2 separate regions of the Mus musculus genome follow, and region 1 is linked to region 2. Evidence: chromatin contacts called from public Hi-C data. All regions are on one chromosome and are shown on one strand. Each heading gives the region's core, a stretch centred on a gene start, on an enhancer-like site or on the middle of the called end of the contact. The rest is flanking DNA. Distances are from core to core; before and after follow the strand shown.

The links. A called contact is a pair of places that touch in the nucleus more often than the background predicts.
Region 1: a contact with region 2 is called in a Hi-C map of liver, with 2.3 times the contacts expected there. The contact joins two enhancer-like sites. A contact is called at or near these places in 2 of 39 promoter capture datasets (cranial neural crest and embryonic stem cells), 1 of 15 datasets of contacts at CTCF or cohesin (the NIH/3T3 cell line), 3 of 484 Hi-C or Micro-C datasets (bone marrow-derived macrophages, liver and nephron progenitors) and 3 of 9 other capture datasets (adipose tissue, embryonic stem cells and pancreatic islet).

The regions. Positions count from the first base shown.
Region 1 is chr6:145,822,371-145,826,338 of GRCm38.p6, reverse strand. No RefSeq gene overlaps it. Among named protein-coding and RNA genes, the nearest start is that of Gm38927, 18 kb to the left of the region's middle. Within about 2 kb of position 2,593, at least 35 of the 459 cell types and tissues checked have an H3K27ac peak or open chromatin away from gene starts, as enhancers often do. A contact at or near this core is called in liver, where this site is marked.
Region 2 is chr6:145,521,287-145,525,441 of GRCm38.p6, reverse strand. The region is part of intron 2 of Gm38475 (a long non-coding RNA gene); the gene reads left to right. Among named protein-coding and RNA genes, the nearest start is that of Gm15499, 80 kb to the right of the region's middle. Within about 2 kb of position 2,616, at least 12 of the 459 cell types and tissues checked have an H3K27ac peak or open chromatin away from gene starts, as enhancers often do. A contact at or near this core is called in liver, where this site is marked.

The sequences.
Region 1 (3,968 bases), core at 1,344-3,843, 300 kb before region 2:
TTTTTTGTTAACACTGGGGATTGACTCCAAGGCCTCATGTATTCCAGCAAAAGTTCTACCACTGAGCTAAAATCCCAGTCTCCCTTTTTTCTTTCTGAAGGTTTCACCAAGTTTCTCAGGGTGTCTCTGAACTCATTCTTAGCTTAGACAGGCCTTCAATGTATAATCCTCCTGCCTCAATTCCCCAAGCTCCACCGATGAATAGCCCTTCACCATCACCAGTAGGTCTTATGCTGTGACCCTGTTTAATAAAGGGAGTTTTTATTTTACCCCTATATGTTCTTGACTACTGGCCATTAGATATGGCTGCCTATGTGTGACTTTCTTACAGAGGGAGCTGTCATACTGTGGAAGTCTCTTTACCACGGAAGCTTTGGTGGGGTTTGCGACAGACATATTGGTCTTTAGGAAGAAATAACAACACTGTTTCTCCACAATCAAAAGATTACGGTAAAAGTGTAATTCCATACCAGACCTACAGGAGTTAGAAATGATGGGACTTTGCAGTGACGTCATTGCTCTCTGCACGTGCATGTATCATATTTCACAGGAGAGGACATCCTGGCAGCAATCTGAGAAGTAAGCTTATTAGCCAAGTGGATACTACAGAAGCCACAGCTTACAGATGACATCAGTTTATCCAGCAACTTAAGGAAGGAAAAGCTTATTTTAGTTTACAGTTGTCAGGGATACAGCTCATCAAAGTGGGAGACCCACATGTAGGGAAGGAGTATGAGGTACTGGTCACGTGGCACCCCAAGCAAGAAGCAAAGAATGGACAGGAAATAGAACCAGGTATAAAACCTAATGGCTCTCTTCTAGCGCTCCACTTCCTACTGTGAAGCTCCACCCCCTAAATCTCTGCAGCCTTCCAAAGCAGTTCCACCAGCCAGGGAACCCCTTACTGAACTACAGGAGCCTAGAGGGGACATTTTACAGTCACAAGATGGCATGGCCAGAGACCATCTTCCTGTGTAGGGCATGTTGATTGGGCAAGTTTTAAGAGAAATCAAGAATGAGGAGGAGAGAACAGGGGGTTTGTGTGTTTTAAAATGTGATCAAAATACTGTCTTTCATGGAAGGTCTGTGTATACAGTAACTGATCTCTGTAAAGATGTAGCAAGTACCATGGAGTCACAGATGGGACCAGAGAGCATGATACTGAAGCAGGAAGCTAAGCTAACTACACACCTTTAAAACAACAATACATATCAGTAGGGATGGGTGCCTTGGGAATATTCAGAATGGGACTCATTTTCAGACCTGGGAGAATCGGAACTAAATGCCTATGCAAAAAGCCCTGGGGAGCAGCTGACCATTCAAGGCTCTGCCAACAGCAGAAGTCATCCTAGAGCCTGGTGGTGTTTGTACCCCAGCTCTATTTGTGTGTGTGTGTGCACGTTTGAGAGCCCTTGTTTATGTACATGTGTTTGTGAACATGCGTGCATAGATAGGTCCTGTGGAGCTCCAGGTCCAATGTTTCTCTCAAGGGAACTAAGTAAAAATAAAAACTTGCAATACAGGTAAAGAAAAAGCAAGAAGGCTACACATTGGATACAGAAAGAGTTTTTGAAGATATGTAAATTAAAATTAGAATACTTACACCCATAGCAGAACTTCTCCCAATATGATTCTTATATATAAATTAAAAAGAAAAGACTTTTAAGTGAAATTTAGAGCATGAAGCCATGTTAGACTTTAGGATGATGGGATCTGTGGATGATCATGCTTTGGACTCAGGGAGTTGGCCTCTGTCAGGTCAGGACAAACCAGGTTCAGCTATTAGTCTTGAGTGAGCAATCAAGACAGGCAGACTAATTGTGAGAAACAGAAAAAGGGAGTGCACTTGATATACCACACTGGGAAGAGGGTTTTAGCAGCCCCAGGGTCTTGATTTCAGGTTAAGTTTTAAATACAGTAGCAGGCTGTGCACACACAGGCAGCTCTGGTCCAGGGGTGGCGCAGCTGCCTCTGACTCTTTGTTCTCCTTTCTGTAAGGTGGTCTACACAACTGTGAATTTTTTCTCAGAAGAAAAGTTTCCCCGCTGGCTGGCCCGGGCTCTAAGGGATTCTTTTCTCCCAGCTTGAGATTTCTGGGGGTGAGAGGAGTTCCGATTTCTTCCACTTCTTCAATAGTCCAGTAGCCAAGCAAGGAGCACAGACATGTCCTTAGACTATCTTCAGCCCTTCCAGGATGGTTACAAGTACAGCTAATCTTCACAGAGCCACAGGATGAAGCATTGGACCCATAAAGACAATCCTGGGGACATTTAGGTTGAAACATAGCCAACAAAGTGTCTTCCTGTAGAGGGCACCAGATGACTAGGCAGTGAAACCTTGCTGCCCTGTAGTGGGAAGTCCTGGGAAGGAGCCTCTGTGAACATACTGGAGACTTGTGGAAGTTGAAGATCCAGGCTGGGGGTGGGGGGTGGGGGAAACGACACACGGACTCAGTCTTTCCCTGCAAGCTCCATGCAGGCAAGTCCCAGCTCTTCGTATATGCAATCTCTGTGAGACAGCAGTCAGGAGCTTCCTGACAGGGTTGACAGAGGCTGAGGAGAGAGGCTATCAGGCATGCACATAGTTGTGGCAAACAGCAAACATGGAGAGTCACCACAGGCTAAACTACCGTCTGGCAGTTTGCATTGGTGCTCTTAGGAGGCAGAGAAGATGACCTTAGACTTTTATTTGGACAAGAGTATTTAATCTTACTTTTCATTAGATTGTGTTTCCCATGTATCTGTGCCAAAGATGGAAGTCCAACTTAGGAATGGGAGTGAATTCTGAAGTGAGTCTATTGAGAAATAAAAACTCACCCACCTCCAACTTGAGTGTCTGTGTCTAACATTCATGTCAGATATGCAAGCAGGAAAAGGCAGAGATCAGATCTTTGAATATGCTGATTCCTGACCCTGGCTGTGAGGCAAGGCCACAGGGTCATAGGCCAAGCAGGACCTTCTGTGGATAGGCAGATTGCTTGCACCAATGAGATGACAAAGCGTCAGAGTGGGAGGGGTGTGGGTGAGAAGGGGCCAGGCCTCAGTCCGCTGCTGGCAGGCCTCTCCTTACATCCCCACCACTGTGCTGTTGCCAGGAGACTGAAGAAGGGGCCAGGCCACATGGAGTGCAGTGCGGAATGTGTGAGAATGTGCAACCTGTGGTCTCATGAGTCCACGTGATCTGACATGGGCGAGGACTCACTTTCTCTTTTGCAGAGGACAGGACGCACCCACAGATCTGTCTTTTAATACAACTTATCTCTCTCCAAGGCACATATATGTACCCGTGCCCAAAACAGGGACGAGAAAAGCAACATGAAGCCCTCCCTGTTCACCTGGCAACTTAAAACCACCTGTAACTCCAGTTCCAGGGGATCTAACACATGTTCCTCTCTAGCCTCTGTTGGCATCAGGCACACACATGGTGTATATACATACATGCAGGCACAAAATTCATACACATAAAATTAAATATATATCAAATATACATTATATAAAATACACAAATATATATTATATAAATAAAAATATATAATCTATAAAAATAAATATATAAATATATTTTAAAAGGCTGTCTTATTTCACTTAGTAACAAGTGCCCTTACGTGCAACCTTGCCACCCTAAAATATTCTCAAGAAGATGCTACAGTATTCCACAGCCCACTCACATCAGAGAGGTTCCCATGAGTGCTTGCTCAGGAAGCTGCTCCATTGAGCTCTCTTATCCTGTTGAGTCCTTATTTCCTGGTAGCTGTTGGCGTCCTGTGTGGACTTTTTAATGCCTAAGCCCCCACAGCTGCCTGCCCCCTCAGCCCCTCACCTTTGGCTGTCTCTTCTGCGCTTCTAACATGGTACCTTACCACATGACTCCTCAGTGACTCAATCAGGAAATTGCTTATGCAGCTTTTCACAGTGGGGAGGTCAGTGGTTCTATGGCCGTGTGCAGCAGCTGACTGCATGAATCCAGCG
Region 2 (4,155 bases), core at 1,367-3,866:
CTCAGCTCTGTAGTACATGTGAAATCACCCAGGCCACATGAGACCCTGACTCACAAAACAAAACAAACCTGCAGCGACAGAAGAGAGTGTTAGTGGCTCCTGGACAGTGCCAGGAGCTGAGGGGTCAGGGGAGCTGGGTAGTCTCTCGGGGCTTTCCACAGCTAGGTAATCACTGACAGGGAGCCAGCGTCTTCCCTGTGTATCCTCACCACTGGGAAGATGGCGTTCGGGAAGTGCTAACTAAATGTTGGGGCGAGAGGAACATGACAGATGGAAGAGCCTGGAAGGAGATGCCTCCTCACTTCAAAATGGCTGAGTGAGACTGTTCAGTGTTTCCCTTATACAAGTCCCTGGCTCCTTTCTGGGGAGCGAATGCTGTTGAAATTACTTATTTCTCAGATGGGCGCTCTGGGGAACAGCCAGGTTAACGCCGAGCTGTGAATTTCACAAATACTCTTGCTTAGCATATAATCTATTTAAATAGAACCATTCAACAAAACACAAACATGATAATTGGTGCAATTTTTGTGTGTGTGTGTGACACACAGCCTAGAAGAATATGTTGGTTTTCTTTCCTTTTTCTTTTTAATCTCAGCACAGCCAGAAGTCTGGCAGAGTAATCACTAAAGCCCAAGGTGAAGCCTCAGATGGAAACACAGACAGACAGAGCACCGCTGAGCCTCTCACACTTCATAGCTCAGCCCTGGACAGACATACTGTCCTGGTTAAGACCTAATCACTGCCAGTACCTTCTGATCACAGGATTGGATTTAAAAGAAACAGCTAGAGTACCACAGTTGCCTTAATTATTCCTGAATGTTGATTACAATGATCATTTGCTGAATATCTCAATGTTTTGTAGCAAAAAAAAAAAAAAAAAAACCCATGAAATTAAAAATATGGCCTCTTAGTGTTATAAAAATATATTTTGAAAAATAATGTTTATTTATTTATTTATTTATTTATTTTCCTTATTCACTGAACATTCTGCTCACTGCCACCTCCTGGAGATTGGGGGAGGAGGGGACAGCTAGAGATTTTGGAAGTGATTTTCCTGCTTTTTCTCACTGTGGTTTGCAGAAAGAGCAAGGTCAGATGAATGTCCTCGAGTGTTTGAATTTTGGTTTTCTGTTTGTTTGGTATTATATTTTATTTTGTAAGGCCCAAGGATGCTGGTGTGCTTCTCTGGCTAAGGAATTTAAGACTGAGACAAATCCGTTCTAACCCCGCACACTCCTGCTACCCTGAGAGCTCTCACACAAGGGACAAGCCAGACCACTGAGACCACTTACCTAAGTGCTTGCCCGGGGCCCCTGCTTGTACACCGAGACCTAGTGCCTCATGGGAAATCTGATGTTTTTACATTCATTTCGACCCTCGGATGCTATTGGAGTGAAGCAAGCCGTTCCTCTGTCAGGCGGGTCTCGAGTGAGGCAAGTGAAGTAAGCCGAGGAGGAGATACTTCAATGGCACCTCAAACAGGACGGGTGGGAATGTCAAGATGCCACGTGGCCCCGCGTGACTTCTCCCGCCTCGGTTCTGAATGGGCCACGTGGCAAAGTACAGGTGCCTTTGGATGTTCACCTGACTATTTCAAGATTTCTTTCACAAATTAGAGGGAAATGTCTAGGCAAATGCTTCTGTTGTAAATGTACGTGATTTCCAAAATGAATCCTAGATCCTAGGAGCCACCGGCAATAAGGAAGACTTGTATGTTTGCGTACACCGTAACGCTGCATGTTTAACCAGTTCACAAATGCTAACCAATAGCATAAACTGCATGAGTAGATATACCTGAGCTCAAAATAACTTAGCTAAGCCACATAACAGCAACTTTTAAGTAACAGCAACTTCTGTTGTTTATATTTCCTCACCGATAAGTGGCTCGTTACAGTTCCTCTTTCAAGTGTTGTGAGAAGAGTTAAATATGATAACTTGAGGTGTTGGCAAAGTTGCAGAAGCAGAGTCCCGAGTAAGGACTGTTTTTGTTCTGAGCTATATAGCCGCACTTGGGAAAGAGTCAGCATGGCCTCTGCCTTCAGGAGAAGCGCGCTTACTGAGGTGGGACACACATGCACAAAAACTTTAATACACTGCAACTGCACATCGCAGTGGTATTCAGAGTCCAGTCAAAGCATTAGGCCTGGGGAGGCCACAAGTGAACTGGGATTCCAGCTCCGAGCAAGAGTGTGCTGCAGCCCAAGAATGAATTGGCGCCAGGGAAAGACAATGTGCTCAGGTCCTTGGGGATAAGTCTGGAGTTTATTTCTGGAGCCTCTTTGTTCTCTATAGCTAGTTTCTTCAGATGCGTGACTAACAGAATAGAAAGACAAAGCCAAGTGCAGATCTCTTTCTGTCTCCCCGTCTGCTGTCTCCACCCTCTCAGTTCTGCTCCAGAAGCCTTCATCACCTTGAGCTCTGGCCCTGCCAGACTCCCCATGGTGAAGATCCCAGGCTGTGCTGCCCCATCACGCTCCGCTCCTCAGGACCTGGGGAACCTTCACGGCACATTTCTCTGGGCTCTTCATTTGTGTCCCTCCTTTCTCTTGGGGACCACAGCCTTTTGCTGTTTGTCACACAGCGTTTGACCTTTGTCCTGTAGGGAGTAAAGGTGGTTAGTCTCCTGCCAGTCCATTTTGGCCTAAAGTCAAGGCCCCATTGATTTCCATGAAAAGGCACCGTGCCTCTCGCACTCGCTTCTAGAACTCATCTGTGGGAAGTCGGTCTAGGAATCTGGCAGCTGATCGTCAAGGGGAGGCGAACAATAAAAACTTTCCCAGTCAGGAAGATGTCATCCTGCAGCCATGTTGACGGGACATTCCTCGGTTATTCAGACAGAATTGCTCAGCAGTGGCAGATGATGGGATGGTAGCAATTTATGAGGCATGGTCACCAGCGAAACTGCACTTACTTAGGTGGGCCAGGCAATTGCCTGTGTAACAAAATGCATTTTCTAAGGTATCTAAAAGCAGTTTTGTCCTGGTGGCCATGAGTGTCCATTCCTCAGGACCCCTTCCCTCACAGAGATCTCTTGCTCCTCTGCTCCCTTCTCAGAGCTCTGCTGATCTCCACTCATGTCTTCTATTCAGTGCCAATGGCTTTCTTCTTAAAAGCATCTAAACCTAAAACCCATTCCTCTAGGAGAGATGGCTTGGCAGTTAAGCACACCCGGTGCTCCACGGAGGGCATGAGTTTGATTCCCAGCACCTGCATGCTGGTTCACAGTAGTGTGTAAGTCCAGAGCCCTTCTGCAAGTCTGATGCCTGTTGCAGGAAATATTAAAAAATATGAACCTGCCAACTCTCATCAGGGCCAGGCCACACACTCAATCCTGCCACTGCCAACAACTCTCTAGAGCTAGCCCCTGCACCAGGTTATCTCACTTGCTCAGTCTCTCAGCCCACCAACTCGCTGACTCTGTGAGGCCACCTGGCTCCCACCGGGCCATCTCTTGGATGCCCCCTATTCTCCGAGTTCCTCTCACTTTCACACAACACCCCACAGACCCCTGGTTAGCCATCACAACACCTAATTACTCGGTAGAATCAAGACTCTTAATGCTTAATTAGCCAATCAGATTAATGTATCAATAATAACCCAATTTATAAGATGCCAATACAATAATTTCAGAGCCAAATGATAATAATGATAAAGCTTTAACCCAATTATTCTAACCTTTTGATAACATCACATTGGCTTCCATTCTTGTTCTCTCTCACCTCCTGAGACCTCTCTCTCTGCCAACTCCTTGCTCTGCCTCCCTTCTATTGGCCAAAAACAAGCCTCCCAGTGCCCTAATGTGATTGGACAGAGAAAATCCTGCAGCAGATGCCTTTCTGGCCTCCATGAACACTAGGCACACTGTGTGTGTGTGTGTGTGTGTGTGTGTGTGTGTGTGTGTGTGTGCGCGCGCGTGCACACACGTGCACATGCACACAAGTAAGTGCTTATACACATAAAATTAAAATAAATCAATCTTTATTTGACAAAATTTTTTGTAAATTGCTCATGTCCCATAAATATTATTCCATCTGGATCTGGAGACTTGAAATTATTTAAACAAGTCAAGCAGTGTTCAAAGAACATTGCACACACTATGCAATCTTATGGGATAGATTCTGCTTTGAGATCTGATGTGCCCAATGGATGTATCTG